Regions from separate parts of the Mus musculus genome. Here region 1 is linked to region 2. The links are chromatin contacts, called in public Hi-C maps. All regions are on one chromosome and are shown on one strand. The core of a region is the stretch at or near the end of the contact, and the rest is flanking DNA. Distances in the headings are between cores, read along the strand shown. Region 1 has its middle 10 kb from the start of Gm39268. Region 2 overlaps Banp (BTG3 associated nuclear protein).

What was found. A called contact is a pair of places that touch in the nucleus more often than the background predicts.
Region 1: a contact with region 2 is called in a Hi-C map of the N1E-115 cell line, with 1.9 times the contacts expected there. The contact joins two enhancer-like sites. A contact is called at or near these places in 11 of 484 Hi-C or Micro-C datasets (the HL-1 cell line, the N1E-115 cell line, bone marrow-derived macrophages and 7 more) and 5 of 115 datasets of contacts at active chromatin or transcription factors (embryonic fibroblasts, embryonic stem cells, fibro-adipogenic progenitors and 2 more).

Annotation. Positions count from the first base shown.
Region 1 is chr8:122,138,350-122,141,188 of GRCm38.p6, forward strand. It overlaps a transcript of Zfp469 not described here. Among named protein-coding and RNA genes, the nearest start is that of Gm39268, 10 kb to the right of the region's middle. Within about 2 kb of position 1,587, at least 59 of the 459 cell types and tissues checked have an H3K27ac peak or open chromatin away from gene starts, as enhancers often do. A contact at or near this core is called in the N1E-115 cell line, bone marrow-derived macrophages and muscle stem cells, where this site is marked.
Region 2 is chr8:122,019,052-122,022,116 of GRCm38.p6, forward strand. Banp (BTG3 associated nuclear protein) reads left to right here. Exons shown (of 14, transcript NM_016812.4): 12 at 1,468-1,593. Among named protein-coding and RNA genes, the nearest start is that of Mir7237, 43 kb to the left of the region's middle. Within about 2 kb of position 1,505, at least 65 of the 459 cell types and tissues checked have an H3K27ac peak or open chromatin away from gene starts, as enhancers often do. A contact at or near this core is called in the N1E-115 cell line, bone marrow-derived macrophages and muscle stem cells, where this site is marked.

The DNA of each region.
Region 1 (2,839 bases), core at 337-2,836, 120 kb after region 2:
GTCCCAGCTTCATTTCTAACACCAAGTCCACACCCTCAAGGAGACTCCCATGGGAAGAGAGAGGCTGACTAATGGCTACTGTGTCACAGTGACAAGAAAACGTAGCTAAAGGAGTGAGTACTGCTTCCCCTCAAGCTCCATCGCGGCTTCTCTGTGACCCTCACCAGACTGAAGGTCTGTCCTGACCACATGTCCAGGAGCACCCCCCTCAGCATGGGAGACATGGCAGCTCCTTGTCTGTCAGTATTGGATGGGTTAGTGAAATAAAGAGAGAAAGCTGTCTAGTCCTATTTGGGGAATCAGAGGGCAGGCATGCAGAGAAGCTATGGGGGCCAGGGCGGGGATCAAGAAGTGAGAGATGGGCCCCAAATAGACACCCTGTCGGCCTAGCAGCACCTGAAGAAGCTGGCCTTCTCTGCCTTCATGTCTCTGTGTTGGAATAATGTAATCCAGACTTTAAAAGGTACACCTCTGCAGCAGGGAAGAAGGCTCGGCTCTTACGATGCTTGCTGCTCTTGAACCTGGATTTGGTTCCCAGCACCCACATCAGACAGCTCATCACTGCCTGCAATCTCAGACCCAAGGGATCTGGTGCTCTCTTCTTGCTTCCACAGGCACCTGTACTTACACACCACACCACACTACACCACACACACCACACACACATACACATACACCACACACACACGTGTACATACACACCACACACACACACACACACACACACACACCACATATATACTCTGCGCGCATACACACACCCTACACATACACACAAACACACCACACATGCCATACACCATACTCACACACAAACACGATGGGAGTGACAGACATCATACACACGGGCATGAAACACACATATAATCCCCTACACTAAGAGCACACACATTACTGCACATGGGAACAAGCACAGGCACCCCCACATGCACGAACCACACAGCCCCACAAGACTAGCACTCTACACACACATACCCTACTCATACAGCCCCCACACTACACACACACACACACACACACACACACACACACACATACCACACACACACATGCACCACACACATACACCCCTACACACACACACCACACATACACCCCACATACCACACAGCACACACACACCCCACATACCACATACCACACATATATCCCCTCACACCACACACACACCCTACTCATACAGCCCCCACACTACACACACACACTTACATACACCACACACACCACACACATACACCCCTACACACACACCACACACACACACACACACCACACACACACATCATACATACACCCCACACCCCACACACACCACACATATACACCACACACACACACAAGGAAAGGCAGTCAGATGCCTGGCCTTCCCCTCTACCCACTACAAGTCTCTCAATAGAAGCAAGGGGGAATCTGTGCCTTACCCATGGCTCAGGATCTACCAGATCCACCAGTGTCACTGTCCCCAAGGGCAATCTCCCTGCTTCCCAGTGGAATGATTGTCTAAAGAAGCAGCCTTAGAGTCCTGTCCCTGTCCTGCCACAGAACCCAGTGCTCACCCTTCTGTGGCCCCCTGCTGGACAGCAGAGACATGGCCCCGCCTCATGGCCTATGAATCACTCTGTCTGACCTAAGCTGTGAGGGTCAGGCGTGGGGAGGAGAGCCAGTCCAGTCTTGTAAACTGTCCGGGGAGCTATGACACCCTGCAGAGTGCTGGTTCCGGAGGACCTGTGCCATGGTCTGCTGTGATGTGGGCCAGGAGCCAAGGTCAGCTTCTGCCCTGGGCTCTGCCATCTGTGCGGTGCCCTCTGGGCTTCTCTGATTTTGTAACCTGGAACGGTGGGCTAGCCACGCAATCTTAGAGTAGAGCAAAGAGCTGAGTTATCATTGTCCCCTCATGTGATGAGTAGTTTTCATTCTTGACATGGGCCAGAAAGGTGTTGGGACCACTGGACTGCCTGCCATCCTTGGCTTTGCTTTAGACAAATCTCCCATGTCCCCTCATCCTGGCCTGAATGGGGACCTTCCCGTCGTCTCTAGTGGTGACCATGGCTCATGGCTGGCTCTGTCATCTCTCACTTACACGGCAGGCCCCATAGCTGCTACTGAGTCAGGCAGGTCTTACAACCTGTTTGGACGGGGGCCACTGAGGCGTGTCCAGGCCCCATGGGTGCTACAGGAGCCAGAGTCCTCCCTCCTTCATGTCCCTGCACTGTCTGCTCCCATGTCAAGGAGAGTCAAAGGCTATGCCTCACTGGCAGCTGACACAAGCCAGGTGATACTGACTCAGAGCAGGCACTTGTTTCTCCCAATGGCTGCGGTGCCCCTGCCCATCCTGCAGAATGTCACAGCCTGTTTCTCATGACCAGAAATGGCCCACTTGAGGAGCATTAGGACAGACCCAAGTCAGTTCTGTAAATAATTGTGTAATGAGGGAATGAAGGAGAAAAAAGCAGGGGAAATGGGGGGGCACTGCCTTGGGTGGGGAGGAGGCAGGGGAGCACTGCCCTGGGTGGGAGGAGCACTGATCTGAGTGGGAAGGAACACTGATCTGGGTGGGTGGGGAGCACTGCCCTGGGTGGGGAGGAAGCTTTTCTAAGCTGTATGGAAGTCAGTCATTGTGTGCAGGTGATGCATCTGGTGCCCTCTGTGTCCCAGGACCGAGTAGGATATATGGATGAGTGCACAGGGAGTGTACTGACCACAGAGCTCAGGGCATAGCAGGCCGACAGGCATGGTTCAGTGACGGGGCTCCGCAGCCTTAGGAAAAGGAGATGACGCTGTGTTGGATGCAGCTTTAGGGACAGGGAAACCACTGCTGAGGTCTGTGGCACTCTAGGTG
Region 2 (3,065 bases), core at 255-2,754:
GCTGGGATCTGACTCAGGTTTTTATTATTCACCAATTTAACATTAAGGTCAAACCTCAACCTGTGCGGTTGATTCTCTTGAAGCACTGCTAGATGCCAGAGACTGGAATGTGCTTGATTCAGGCATGCAGCGGACCTTCCTGTGCTCATTGTGATACACCACACATTTAACATTTGTAGTACATACCTGTTGGGTTCCTCTGCAATTGTCAGTCACAGAGCAAGTGGTCCAGTGTTGCTGGAGTCTCTGGAGCCTTGTTTGTGGGCTGTGTGGTTAGATGCCATGTGTCCTCCTCCCTGCCCTGCCTGCCATCTCTGGCTCCCAGCTGTCTTCCTACAGTGTCCTTGTGGCTGTCATAGCTCTCACCTGAGAGTAGCATTACCAGTGACACCTTACTTAGCTTGTCTCATGTAGCTCTGGCTGGCCTCCAACTCACTTAAATAGCCAAGGCTGGCTTTCAACTCTGCTTCTCCCTATCAAATGCTAGGATAATCAGCCATCATGTGTGGCTTAAAGGTGCTTGTTTTGTTAAATGCCTCGGAAACTCCTTCTGGTGCTGGAGGCAGACTCAGGAATGGCCCACACAGCAGAGCAGGTGTTTGTCTTCCCCTGTTGCTGGAGGAGGAATGGTCACTAGTATGACAACTCCTGAGAGTGGACCAGAGGCCCACGGGGCAGGCCCAAGAAGCATGGCTAGAACTGGACACTTTGAGGGACGGCCAGGCCTTCCTGGCAAGTACCCTCCTAGTGAGTATGATGATGGCACCCTGACACGTATCTTGATCTCTTCATCACAGCAGCCAGCCAAGGTGATGGCTCACCAGCTCCTCCCTACAGCTGAACCAGATGTGGTCAGATCCCGTAGCCAGGATCCAGGCCCCACAGCCTCCTCACTGGGAGACAATTTGTAAGCCAGGCCTGGTAGCTTCTAGTCTTTGAAAGCCATGACTTTCTAAGCTTTTTTCCAGCTGGGAATCTTGCTTCCATTCATTGATTGGTTGGTCAAGTTACACCTTTGTCTTAATATTGCAAATTCAGGTTTTCCTACAGTATAACACCTCACGTCTCAGCAGCTTCGCGTTTCATATAGAAAGTGGTTTTCTTGGCAGTGCTGGTAGGACAGCGCTGCTGAGCAGGGAGGGTGTTGTTTGCTACAATCAGCACAGCAGAGTTTTCTGGGAAACTGGTTCTGTGATTGCAAGAGTTTCCTTAAATGCAACTGCAGCTACTTTAAATTCATCATGGAGGAACCTGTAAAAATGTAACATGATTGGGGAACTGGTTATGTCATAACTCCTAACTTGGGGTTTCCAAATGTGGCCTGGCTTCTGAGTTACCAGGAGATAGCAAACCAGGCAGCCACAGTGTATCAGCACCTCTCCTTTTCCTACCTCTTCCCCACAAGGTGGGATCTGTGGCTTGACAAGTCCCTGCAGAGCCTATAGCCCCCATTCTGATCTCTTCCAGTCGTGGGGCCTGTGCCAGAATCCCATTCCTGTCAGCGGTGACTCAGTGGCCCAGGCTAATCCCTCCCAGCTTTGGCCTCTGGGAGGAGACACACTTGATCTGCCTGCTGGAAATGAAATGATCCAGGTTTGTAAGTGTTTCTTGTCGGGAGATGTGGGTGGCCTGACCAGTGTTTTCCAGGGACCTTGAAAGAAGGGTCAGGTCAGAGCTCTGGACAGCAGGCACGTCCTGCTTGCCATAGGTCCTTACAGAGCCTGTGCCACACACTAAGCCCAGGCTTACAGAGGCTGCCACAATGACTGCCACTGTCTATGCTGAATCCCACAGAGGCCTGAGGCTAAGAGCTTGCTTGGGCAGCCAGAGACATCAGAGTGGAGGTGCATGTTAGGGGTTTGGCATTGCTGACAAGGTCACTGTGAACAGGCATGGACTTTACATGCAGATGTGTGCATGTGCACATCTATGACCACATGTGTCTTAAGACATGTGTATAGGCATACGAAACAATTGATGGCATATGAAGACATATGGCTTGATGAATGGCCATTAAGTCAGGCCCATCTGCTGAGCTTGGAGCCTTCGTCCCACGGAGCCTTTCATTCTTGGAGACAGGGCCATTCTGCTATTGCAGCAGTTCTGGTGTTTGTGTCCTTTCCTTCCTTCTGAAGCTGCTGCTTCTGCTGTTCAAGGAACCCCCCCCCCCTCCCACTGCCTGTCCTTGGGTTACCCTGGTGGATGGCCCAGGGTAGGTCAGGGGAGACAGCCAGGTACACGTGGGCCAAAGATCCTCCATAGACACTGTCCTGTCTGTTTGACCTCAGGTTCTTGCAGTGAGACTAGGAAGCTCCGGGGACTCAGATGCTGTGTGGGAAATGTTCATCTGTCTGTAGAGCATGGCTTCGCTAGCCTGCAGGGTTGGCAGAGAAGCATGTGGGACCCAATAAGATCCACAAGAACTGCTGAGTAAAGAGAGCAGGAGGTATTCTGGGTAAATGCAGGGGAAGAGAGAGCCCAAGCTGCCCTGCCTACCCATGAAAGGTCAAGAGTCTGGAAGAGCCAAGGCTCTAACCAAGTCTGCCACCAATGGCCGTCCCCAAACAGGAGCTCTTGCTTGCTCTTTCCTAAATATAAAATTCTAGGTTTTGTTTCACGTTGACCTGCTTGGTCAGATGAAGCAGAGCACCAGGCCTGGAGAAATGTAGTTCTGAGCACAGACGATGACCTTGCCTACAAGTCAGTGTGAAGGAGAAACCCAAGGGCTCTGTCAGTGACTCTTAGAAGACTGGATCATTGTACTCTGTTCAGGCTTTTCCCTCTGCAAGGGGCCTAGCTTAATCTAAAACCAGGAGCCTTTACTGTCAGCCAGCTGTTGGGCAACTCAGCATCTGTTGCCCTGCTCTGCTCTGAAGAGGGAGGGTGTGGCCAGTAGCATTGTGCAGCAGCTGTGCCAGAGTGGGTGTGGAATAGGGAACGCTGAGGTTTTGGGGGCAGAAGTACCAGGCAAGTGTTTATGTGGACTTTTGAGCTTGCCTGGAAACCAGAGCCCAGATGTGTGTTTGCACACCCTCTTTCCTTTTAATTAACCTGAGTTTAAGCAC